2 separate regions of the Oryctolagus cuniculus genome follow, and region 1 is linked to region 2. The links are chromatin contacts, called in public Hi-C maps. All regions are on one chromosome and are shown on one strand. The core of a region is the stretch at or near the end of the contact, and the rest is flanking DNA. Distances in the headings are between cores, read along the strand shown.

Region 1 (6,150 bases), core at 2,233-4,732, 340 kb before region 2:
ATCTCCCTCTCTGTCTCTCCCTCTCTCTGTTTAACTCTGCCTTTCAGATAAATAAATAATTTTTTTAAAAAAGAAAATCACTAGTCTATGGTAACATTTCTAATGTATTGGTCAAAATTTTTGGTTGCAGGAAACAGAAGCCACCTCAGCTGATTCAAGCAGGAAAGACTGACTGAAAGACATTATGCAACTGATAGAAGCTCCCAGTGGCCAGAGTCCAGGATTTGGATAATGCATAGCCCACACATCTAGGAGAAAGGCCCAATATGCATTGCTTCCATTGTCCTTCAGCCAACACCTCTGATTTTAATGATTAGATGCTAGAAAGGATACCACAGCAGTCTGAAGAGGGCAGAAGCCTCCCACATAATAACAGCCTTTTTCACTACCTGTAGCCAACCCCTTACAATGCCTACAGCTGCCTCCCAGTCATGAATGAATATGCTGACTGCAAAGGACTCTGGGTAATGAAAATTTTAGTTTCCTAGCCTCTACCACAGGAATGTCAGACTAGACAGGCATTAAAATGAGCACTGAGAGTATTCTTTTAAGTAATAGCTACTTGCTTCACCAAGAGCATGAAGAGCCAGGATTAAATCCGAACGAACTGAGCTGCTACCATCCCCTGTACTAGGAGTTGCTGGGTGGGCTTCAGTATTTTCCTGTGTCCTCAGGCTCACAGTTCTTGAGATGTGTGGTTCCCCTATGTTCATTAGCAGAGGAACACGCAAGCTTTAGACCTCTGGGCTCCTCCTACCCCTCTGCTAGGATCATGCCCTGATAATGAACATAAAATCTCTAACGAGTGACACAATTCAAGAAGACAAAGACACCACTTTGCGCTCTGATAACCAGAAATGGCTTTAAGAAGACAAGAGAGCTGGATCTAGAAAAACTAGTTATAATGAAAATGAATAAAGGTCAATGATCTTGGCTGCCTTTCGCTGCCGAGGTACCTGGCATGCACAAACTCTGCTTCTCCCGCCAACTCTTCAACATAAACAGCATGACTCTATTTTATGTGTGAAGGAGGTTTGGTTTTAAGATAAAGGCAGTCAGTCAAGGTCACACAGGCAGGAAGCAGCAAAAACTACAACTGGAAGGCAGGTCTTTAGCTCTCAAGGCTACTTTCCTAAGACTTGCTAGTGACAGCAAACAATGTCTAGAGTCAGACTGCAAGGATTCAGATCCTACCTTCCTGGCAGCATGACAATGCTTAATTCATCAAAACATGCTGGGCTTCAGTTGCCTCATCTGTAAAATGGAGATAGCTGTGTTTATTTAGAAAAGGGTTATTAAGACAACCAGTCGGGCTAAGCCCGTGCGCAGTGTTTGACCCACAATCAGTGGTAAACAAGACGGTAGCTGCTGGTTTTATTACTGTTACTACGCTATCGCGGTCACTACTATTATTCTTATAGGCTGCTGCCTCTCTGAAGAACAATATCCAAGCCAAGCAAATTGTGTGTTAAAGAAAAACACTGGAGATGCTCCCTTGCACAGCACATTCACGAGGCCCTGAGCTCCTCAGTCTTGCTGGAGTGGAGAGTTCCTGCGAGAGAGTAGTGGGTGATCAGACGGATGCCGAGCTGCGCTGCGCTGAAAGCTTTGAATTCCCCGGGAGATGGGCTCAATTGGGCCCTGGTGGAGACCTGCCTTGGGGGTGGCAGTCACAGAACTATTCCCAGCCGCTGTGCTTCACATCCCGCCCCAACACAAAAGGGAAGGATGAGTGACACCTCAAACAACTTTGGAGAGTCTAACAACAATTTTCAACATCAAACAAGCCACACATAAAAGTTGAAGACTTTTGCTACAAACCCAACCACTGGGAAATCACTGCCTGCCTGACATTAATTCCCCAGTCACTGTGAAGCCGTTACTGAAAATGCAACTTTTTTATTCCAAGTCCTTTAACGTTTCAATCTAGGGCATGGGTAACGTGGAGCAAATCCAGGTCAGGTCCTGCTTTAATCCCCAAACTGAGTATCAGTGTTAACTCCACATGGAATTAAGGCCCAGAGGTGAGGGCAGCAGAGACAAAGGGCGAAAGGAAATGTCTTGATCCCACTAGAATTTCCTTTCTTTATGTAGGCATCAATACACAATCTGAGTCACAATTGTTATTGTTGGTGCTCTTTTATAAGTGCTTTTAACCACATATCACATTTATATAGCATTTTGGGGCCTCCAAAGCTTATATATGTGTGTCATCTTCATTGATTTAATTTGCATTATGTGATTGCGCAAGTTAAATTGCAAAACGACAAAGTTAGAAGTAAGATGAAAGTCCAAGAAATTTCTAGCTTGGTTTTAGGATGAGCCCTCTTGGGAGAAGGTGTTAGCTGTTGATCTCACCGCCAAACAATGTCAGAACTTGGAACAACCTCCAGGTCACCAGACTTCTGAATTAAAAAAATGAAAAGCATTCAGGGAATTTCTGTGATTGCAGTAGTGTGTGACATTAGAGACAAAGAGAAAGGTGAAAAACTGATTTTAGAGACTACAGCATTGTGGAAAATAATCAGCTATTTGGGTAATTATTGTTAGCAAAATGGCACAGTCTCATCTGTGGTGCCATCAATGCCTTGGATGCCATCTTAGGCCCTGGACCCATCACCACGTTGCACAGTAGGCTTTGGTCCTAAGCCCCCTGGCCCAACCACTGAAGTCAGCTCATCCCCTACCCTAATTGGATTCACTTCTACTTCCCAGCACACCCCCCACAACCGGGACTAGAACCTGGGGTGTCAGCACCGCAGGCGGAGGATTAGCCTAGTGAGCCGCGGCGACGGCCGAGATGCCATATTTATCCAATACTGTTTTGATGGTCAGTAGTTGGTTTGCAAGTCTTTGTCCTCATTAACAGTGAGATGTTTATCCTGTGGACAACATATATACTTAGGTGAATGTCTCTTTAGGATAAATTCATAGAAATGGGGTTGTTTGCAATGACATACAGATGATTTAATACCAGTTGCCAATTTGCTTGAGGGGATACTTTTGGAAAAAAAATTTTTTTGACAGGCAGAGTGGACAGTGAGAGAGAGAGAGAGACAGAGAGAAAGGTCTTCCTTTGCCGTTGGTTCACCCTCCAATGGCTGCTGCGGCCGGCGCACCGCGGCCGGCGCACCGCACCGATCCGATGGCAGGAGCCAGGTACTTATCCTGGTCTCCATGGGGTGCAGGGCCCAAGTATTCCACTGCACTTCCCTGGCCACAGCAGAGAGCTGGCCTGGAAGAGGGGCAACCGGGACAGAATCCGGTGCCCTGACCAGGACTAGAACTCGGTGTGCTGGTGCCGCAAGGCGGAGGATTAGTCTAGTGAGCCGCGGCACCGGCCTACTTTTGGAATTTTAAGTCAGAAATTATAATTGTGGTGGAGTCTTCCCTGCCTTTAAGCTCACTACATAGCATCCCAAAATTTATAAGAAAGGCCAGAATGGGAAGAAATGTGGGGTTAGTGAACATGTACAGCACATTCCTGGTTCTGCAAGGTTCTTCATGCACTTCATCTCAGGTAAGTCACACAGGATCCTTTACAAATTTGTATCATCTGGCCAACTGATATAAATGAGAACTGGGAAGCTCAGAAGCTGGGTACATTTCTCCAGGAAAAACAGAAGTTCAGCACCAAATCTGGGCTATTCATGGGGTCACAGATTCCCTGGCAACCTAGATGGTGAGTAATAGAAGTGGAATAAAGAAGACAAGCTCTGACTCTGAATGTTCGCCTTAGAATCCACTATTCCTTTGTCTCATTCCTATTAACGCTCTGTAAAATCAGCATGAAGGGTGGGTACTGTGCCAACCCTCCAGCCATAAAAGTCAGCACCTGTTTAGGGCTCCTAAGATTGGCCTTTATCTTGCCCAAAGGGCTGCCTTATTGATGAGTGTAAGTCTGAGAAACAGGTGAGTTTCCTACTTTTCCAAGATCCTAAAATAGGAAACATCAGCCAGAAGCTGTGAAGGGAAGCCAGCCAAAGTGTGTGTTTGCTGGAAATCAAATGGTGGCCCCTCTGGGGCCAGGGGGAAATGGACCCAGGGGAATTTCTTCACCATCTGTTTCAGTCTCCAATGTGTCTTGATAGATGATTTTCCCTTATAACCCATTAGTCACCTCATCCCCCTCCTGGAGCTCTGTTCCTTGAAATATGGTTCTCTCATTTGAATAGCAGTGACTAAGTGCATTGGAACCTACTTAAATACATTCTAAAAGCATTAAATTGGGAACACGCAACTCAGCGATGTACCAATTGCCAAACTATAGTAAAAGTTGAACTGATTAACAGAATTTAATGCATGAAACATACATTCAGGAAGGCAGGGAGAAAGAGTAAGTTTTTCCAGTGAAACGTCAACCTAGAAGTTGATATTACGGAAGAGGTGGGTGGAGGCCATTGCCAAGAGAAAGTGAAACAATTGATGAAGACCCAAAGGAAAATGCCCTTGATCTTGAAGTTATTACTTCATTTTATGAAATACCTTAAAAGTCAATGGCAGACTATAAAGTCGGAAAGTCAATTGTTTTCTTCCCCGATGGATACAATTCCAATATGTGCATATAAACATGTCAGAGGGCCTTTAGAAAAAAAAAAAAAACTATAGCTTGAGATTTGGGTCATGTTTTCAAATAGCCTTATTACTCCTATTATGAAGTGGACGCTCAGGTATTTGGCCTGGAACTTTTATCCACACCCAAGTGGCTGGGTGATTTGTAATTTGCTATCCACATTCTCCAAGCTACTTGGTCAGTTTTAAAGCTTCAAGTTAGGCTTAATGTTTACTTTGTCAGAAAGAAAACACTCACAGATACACAAACAAGAAGCAATCACTTAGCGATCAGCAAATCCATGGCAGAGACTAATCACAATCTCAATGACGACCTTTTGCCCTGGAGCCAGAATTAGTTCCTCCCTCTGTACCTCCCTTCCTCCTCCTCTTCCATGCTTCCTTATTCTTTCCCTCCCTCCTTCTGAGCCCTTCCTCTTCTTTTCTTCTTGTTTTCCTTCCTTTTAAAATTTTCTTCTCCTCCTCTTCCCACCTCTCCCTTCCCTTCTGTTTCTCCTCTCTCTTCTTTTTAATGTCTGTTATCAGGGAACCAAATGATTTGCTTCTTTTTGTCTTATTTCAACTGATTCCAGCCTCTCTTGTGTTGGAAAGAGTGTGCAAATCTCAGGAGAAAATGCCTTTTTTTGGTGCAATGACTGATTCTGATTCTTCCTGCTTTTTGTTAAGCCATAAATAGCTCCTCAACAACTGCAAATAGAGAACATAAAGAAGCGCCAGAATGAAATAAAAATCTGTGCATTTCCTCAAACAGAAAAAAAATCTGCTTGTGTTAATTCTTAAATAAACAAATATTATTACACTCCCCTGATGACACGCCTTGTACTTAACTGGGGCTACAGTAGTGTACAAAGAAATAATTCTTGATGTCACTGATCTTGGAGTAGTTGATGGAAGCTAGCTTACACTGACAATCAGGGGTATGAATTTTTTTTAAAGATTTATTTATTTTATTGGAAAGAGTTATATAGGGAGAGAAGGAGAGGCAGAGAGAGAGAGAGAGAGAGAGAGGGGGGCAGGCCATTATCTGGTTCACTCCCCACTGGCCGCAACAGCCAGAGCTGCGTAGATTCAAAGCCAGGAACCAGGAGCTTCTTCCAGGTCTCCCACATTGGTGCAGGAATTGGGTCATCATCCACTGCTTTTCTAGGCCCTAGTATAAAGCTGGGTCAGAAGTGGAGCACCCGGGACTCCAAAAGGAGCCCATATGGAATGCCGGTACTGCAGGTGGTGGCTTCACCCACTATGCCAAAGCACTGGCCTCTGGATGTGTTCTATTGCCACCCTAAGTGTTTGCTTCCCACTGTGCATCTCTATGAGGTCATGAGGAGTAAACAATGTCTTCAACTCAAGAGATAGGCCCTGACTGATCTTGGTCAATGAATGTAATCTCATGCCCTTGCTGCAGGTATTGCATCAGAGATGAACAGTAACTGTGTTGATCCAATGAGATAAAGTCCCAGTTTAGTGACTGAAGAAGGAGACTTAACTCTTCTCTCTTTCTCCTTTCATTCCTCTCCTCCACATCCTGCAAGACAGGAGTGAGCAAGTGACTAGCCATCTTGTGGCTATAAAAGAGAC
Region 2 (6,404 bases), core at 3,344-5,843:
GCACAGTCTACATATTTAACAAGCAGTCTACACAAACATATAGTCTACACACACACAGCCTACATACATACACAGGCACAATCTGTATACACATGGTCTGTATACATACCCAACTCCTCTCTCTTTCTCTCTTTCATATATATATATATATATATACACACACACATATACACACACAGTCTACACAAATACACATACGCACATATGCAAGTTAACAGCATATACACACAGTCTACACACATGTACATGCTCAATCTGTAAACACTTAGCTTACACACACAGCCTACACACACACACACACACACACACACACGCACGCACATGAGGCCCGTTGCAGCCTTCCGTGCCTGCCTGAAGTCTCGACCTCAACTTCCACCGAGCCCCTCGTCTCGCTGATCTGGTCATAGTTCCTATTTAGTTTAAATCAACAGTCTGATTTTATCAACCATAATGCTTTGTGGAGGTTGAGTTCTTCAAACAGACTGTGCTCCTCTTTGCTATAAAGTTAATTTTATGTTCTTTGTTCACTTCCCTAATCTGCAAATTACATCCTCCTGTTCCCTGATTACTTACTATTGGAAAAACAGCCCTTTTTTGCTTCCAGTTTGAATATTCTCCACCTTATCTTGATGACCCTAATCTCTCTCCCCCACTGGCCTCTCAAGGAAGCCGCAAGGCCGGGGAGCAGACACAGCACTGTGCTCGACCAGGCCTCAGCTTTTTCTCTTTTTCTTTTTTCTCAGAGTGCAGGAGTAGGTTTGCTTGCAGCAGGAAGAATTAGAAATTCTGGGATCCACTCCACGCTCTCAGAAAGTCCTAGTGGGAAGACAGAGAACTTCTGACGCTCAGAGGAACAAGGACAGATGCTTCGGAGGCTGATACTGGGCTGATTCCACATGAAGAGAAACTCACTCTTCCTTCTGTGGGGAAGCATGGCTGGGAGGGGAGGGGCTGGGAATGCTGAGAGGCGAAGGGGATTGCTCTTACACGATCAGGACTGTTAAAGAGGAGGGAGCAGAGATGACCTGGCTGTCAGAAATGTCAAAGAGAATTAAGCATGCTTCTCCCTGCAACAAGGGAAGAGAGGAAGGGAGAGGAAGAAAAAGAAATGAATTTGAAAATATTGCTTTAAAAACTGTTGAAAGGAATCTAAGCAAACCCTATGCATTATAGAGATGGGCAGTGCGGGGGACCCAAGACCAGATGTCAAGTTCCAGTAACAATAGAAGATCAATGGTTTTGATGATAATATTAGAGGCAACTGATGGTGTATTTTCTCCTGCTATACTCCAGACTAAGCCATCCTTTCCTGTATGTCATGTGCTGTGTCCATTGCCAACTCTGGGTTTCTGGGTCCTCAATAATAATAAAAGCATGTGCTTACTGTGTGTTGGATGCCAGATGCTTGGTGTATCTCAGTGCATTTAATCCTCCAAAGACAAAGAAATCCAAGAGATAAGTATTGTTATTATTTGCATTTTACAAGTCAGGAAACTGAGTCTCACCCAGGTTGATAACCTGGCTGGGATCACAAGCAGCAAGGATTTAAACCAGGACTATTTGTCTCCTAAACACACCGTGGGAAAATATTTATGCAATGAACACTGACTCTACAGTCAGCATATTATTCACACACTTCGCCTGGCTTTAGTCCCATAGCTTCAGCTTTCTGGGGGACACTGCACTCTGTCTAAAACCGCTCCAAGCTTCCTTTTTTCTAGGCCAGTATTCTGGGTCTCTCAGCCAGGCCAGAGTGGGACAACTCTTTCTATAAAGGGCCAGATTATAAATATTTAAGGTGTTGCAGACTATATACAGACTCTGTCACCTAGTCTTCATTTCTGCTTTTGGTTTTTTTCAACCCTTTAAAAATGTAAAAATCCTTCTTAGCTTGAGAGCTCCCTCTTATTCCTGTCCTTGACCTCAAAACCTTGGCACCATGTTTGGAATTTCTCTCTCCAATCACCTATTCATCCAACCAAAAGGTTCTTGACATTTTCTACATATCTCAGAATAGCCTACATATTTTTTCAGGACCCACACACCTAGTCCAGGACCCCACTTTCGCAAACAAGCTCTGGTCACCAAGATGGCCTCCCCTAATCCCAGAGCAGCCCACATGTAACTGGTGGATTTATCTTCCCAAATGATGCTAGGTACAGATCATTTCCTCTCTAAAACATCTTCAGGTTTAAGCCCCTTTTCCATATTTAAGAACTGGTCCCCTGAACCATTATCTGGTCCTCAGCAATCATAAAGGGAAGGGCGCTAACATCCATGGGTCATCTCATTCAATCCTCATTAGAAACCCACCAGATATATCTGATTATAGTCCCAATTTTTTTTTTTTTTTTGACAGGCAGAGTGGACAGTGAGAGAGAGAGACAGAGAGAAAGGTCTTCCTTTTGCCGTTGGTTCACTCTCCAATGGCCGCCGCGGCCGGCGCACCGCACTGATCCGATGGCAGGAGCCAGGAGCCAGGTGCTTTTCCTGGTCTCCCATGGGGTGCAGGGCCCAAGCACCTGGGCCATCCTCCACTGCACTCCCGGGCCACAGCAGAGAGCTGGCCTGGAAGAGGGGCAACCGGGACAGAATCCGGCGCCCCGACCGGGACTAGAACCCGGTGTGCCGGCGCCGCTAGGCGGAGGATTAGCCTAGTGAGCCACGGCGCCGGCCTAGTCCCAATTTTTTTAAAAAAAATATTTATTCATTTATATGAACAAGTGACAGAGAGACAGAGACAGACAGATATCTTCCATCGGCTGGCCCATTCCCCACGGGCTCCAACAGTTAAGGCTGGGCATGATTAAACCCAGGAACCAGGGGCTCCACCACCCAGGTCTGCCACAAGGGTGTCAGGGACCCCAGTACTTGAGCCGTCACATGCTGCCTCCCAGACACACTAAGAGGAAGCTGGATTGGAAGTGGAGTTGTTGGCACATGATATGGAATTCAGGCATCCCAAGTGTTAATTAACCAGGAGCAGCACAAATCCCACCCCCATACCTCAATTCTACAGATGAGTTGTTAAAGCCCATAGCAGTGAAATGTCACATACAAGGGCTGCCAAATGCCCATGGAAAATACGTAACACATAAAAATTACACATGAATATTCACAAAAAAAAATTTACTAAAATAAACTCACTTTTCATTCCATTCTTCCACAAACTCTAGAAGACTTCTCATGTGTCAGAGTAAAGTGGTAAAACTAGAAACTAGACTGTGGCCATCAGTCTCCAGGGGCCTCTTAACCTCCATCCTACATTACCTTTTTTTTTAAAGATATTATTTATTTGAGAGGTAGAGTTTCAGAAAGAGAAGAAAAGATATAGAGAAAGGTCTTCCATCTGCTGGTTCACTCCCCAGATGGCCCCAATGTCTGGAGCTGAGCCAATCCAAACTAGGATCCAGGAGCTTCTCCTGAGGCTCCCACACAGGTGCAGGGGCCCAAATACTTGGGCCATCTTCCGCTGTCCTCCCAGGCCATAAGCAGAGAGCTGGATCGGGAAAATAGCTGAGACATGACCCAGTACCCATATGGGATGCCAGCACTGCAGGTAGAGGCTTAGTCCACTAAGCTACAGCGCCAGACCCGATCCCACATTACCCTTAACCGCTTTTCCCCTCTTCTGCCCTCTCAGAGCTTTCACCCCTGTCCAACCACAAGACACTGTCACAGGGACCACAATTCAACTCTTATCCTGGAAGAGAAGTGGTGCCTCCGAACCTGGAGCACCGTAACAGAGCAGGGACAAAACCTCTGTTCGGACAGTAGCTCTGTCAGATGTCTCCGACAGCAGGCTGCCAGCCAGTCAGAGGGCAGCTGCTCACAGCTGCATTTCAAAGCAACACACTAAGGTAAGCTACTAACGTGTGGACTCAACCACTCCACAACTTGCTTAAAAGCCACACTGTGTTTCCTGCACAATGGCCGCAGGCCAAAACACACACATTCCAGTTTTTACGACATGCAGGTAAGCATTCTATTAATGGCCCCTTCCCTGTTCCCTCACTCTCACTTGTGTGTTGTGCTCTGCTTGTTCCTTCTCCTTGGTTTTTTCCTGTCTTAGCTCAGCTCTGCTCTCTGCCTTCCTAGCTTCCAGGACCTCCTGATCAAGGCTTGCTTGCCCATCTCCCACCTGGCTTTTCTGCAACTTCCTCACTGTGGCGGTTTCCCCTCCTTCTGGACCTTGATCAGATTTTCCCCAGTGACTCAGCTTCCCTGCCCCCATCTTCCTGTTGGCCAGACACAGCCTCCATTCCCTGCCTTTTCAGTGTCTTGGCTCCAGCAATGAGGACGTGAAATCTCACTCCAGTTCCCACTTCTCCCACTTCCGGCAGCCTCCATCCTCTCTCCTCCTCCATAGCTACTCCCCTTTCCTTCTGGACACCTGGTCCCCTTCTTTCACTCTCCTTCCCTCACACCCTTCACCTCTGCCCTTTGCTTCCGGAGACTCTCATCTGTCTTCCCCTCCAGCCCTTTGAGTCCCCTCCTGGTTTTCACCTTCCCCTCCCCTTATCTTTGTTTTTCTTCCTTCTGGCTGCTGATAGAGTAGGAGAAGTTGAGCCCCAGGAGCCAGTCTGTCTGTCTAAAATGAAAACTGCACAGACAAGGGGTCTTGGTGCCTACATGCAGTCTGCTCCTGACTAGAGCTGAGCTAGAAGGCTTCAGAGTGCAGTCACTCCGCATGCCAGGCATCCAGCTCAGTGCACAGAAGGCAGAAAGAACCAACTGTTCCTTTCTTTCAGTGATCTCGTGGAAGTCAAGGCCAAACATCAGGTTTGAGACATGTCATTAGTAAGATGTAGCTTTGGGGAGGGACTTCATGACTAAAACTGCGCCCTCCCCATGATACACATACACACACACACACACACACACACACGCATGCACTCACACATGCACACACAAATCTTTTGTCAGAGTAAACAGCCCTTTTCAGCTGTAATGCATCCAACTCTCACACTGCAAAATAAAAATTCTAAAAGGAACCAGAAGCACTACAACAGGAGATGTTGCTGCTGGAGAAAAGGCTGCTTCCAGCCCCTTACCTCCAGCCCAACAATACTTTTCAACTTGTGCTGTTCCTGTTTCCTTAGCAAAGCTTCCATTCAAGCAGAGCCGGTGCCTTTTCTTAGAGGACAGCGCCATCTAGCAGGTGAAATTCCAAACCCTTAGCTAAGTGCTGAGACAACCTCCCAGCTCCAATTTCTCTTTCTCTCAGCCAATCAAACTCCACCAGATCTGAAGTGGTGATTCAACCCGGTGGCTTTGGATATCTGAATAATGGCTTGGACCCCTCTCTGGAGCTATGTGGCACTCTTTGTTCCTCTGTCATTTCTGCTTTATCCCTTCTGTGATGACCCTATTTCCATCTGAATTTATGGGAGGGACACAATTAAGCCCATTAGAAAGGCAAATCATTTTTATTTCCCTTGCATAGCCTGATCAATCAGTAGCAGCTTATTAGACCTCTACCAAAAAGACCGAGAAGGATTCTAAGACCAAGTGCACATAAACAGGGAAGACTGCTGTGAAACACTGCCAGTGCCTGCTGAAGGCATGGGCACGTACGGCAGCCGCATGCTGGTCACATGTTTGCCTTCCCTGGAGTAGAGCATGTGCAGGACCCAGCTGCTGCATAACACCAAAGACATTCCAAGGCCACAGCAATTAATCTTCTCAAACCCCTCCTCTTACAGAGGAAGCAAACTGAGGGCCAGTCAGGTGATGTCTTACATAAGACCTCCCAGCTCTTTTGTAGCAATATCAAGACTATACCCTAACCTCATATCTCTTCTTCTATCATCCTTTCCAATATCTCAGGTTGCCTCTAGTGACATTCAGTAGGGGTAGAAATTCATATTGCCTCGACAAGAGTACCCAAGTCCTGCAATCTCATTCACCCAAGAAGGAAACATCTGAAGAGCACTGCCCAGAGTGGGAGCTCTGGCTAGAGTCTGTGACCGACTCCATGGCTGCTCAGATAACTAGGCACAAACGATCTCGAAGCCACACCTTCACCTTTCCAGAGAACATAGTGGCACCAGTTAGTGACGGATGCCATTGCTACAGGCATTGGCCTGGAGAGTGGAAACATGAATGTTATAGATTTTCCAGGTGCTGCTGATTTTGTGTTAAGACCTTGCAGTGAGTGACTTGGGCAGGAGTCAGAAAGCAAATTCTTGAATATTAATTAAAAAGCTGAGTTAAGGGACACGCTGTGATAATTCTTATGCCTATCCCAGTAACATAACCTGCTCCAATGGCTTTTGGAACAAACCTCTTTTCCTTGTAGCTTCCTGACCGAGATGCACCCCTAAATTCAATCCTACTGAAATTATTTCTGGCCTTTGTCCATTCAACCCCCAGAGTCATTTGGTGAGAGAAAGACTCCAAGA

Evidence for each region. A called contact is a pair of places that touch in the nucleus more often than the background predicts.
Region 1: a contact with region 2 is called in a Hi-C map of skin fibroblasts, with 3 times the contacts expected there. The contact joins two enhancer-like sites. A contact is called at or near these places in 3 of 6 Hi-C or Micro-C datasets (embryonic fibroblasts, skin fibroblasts and an unstated tissue).

Annotation. Positions count from the first base shown.
Region 1 is chr6:45,404,498-45,410,647 of mOryCun1.1, reverse strand. No RefSeq gene overlaps it. Among named protein-coding and RNA genes, the nearest start is that of EBF1, 610 kb to the left of the region's middle. Within about 2 kb of position 3,482, at least 2 of the 8 cell types and tissues checked have an H3K27ac peak or open chromatin away from gene starts, as enhancers often do.
Region 2 is chr6:45,064,705-45,071,108 of mOryCun1.1, reverse strand. No RefSeq gene overlaps it. Among named protein-coding and RNA genes, the nearest start is that of CLINT1, 300 kb to the right of the region's middle. Within about 2 kb of position 4,593, at least 2 of the 8 cell types and tissues checked have an H3K27ac peak or open chromatin away from gene starts, as enhancers often do.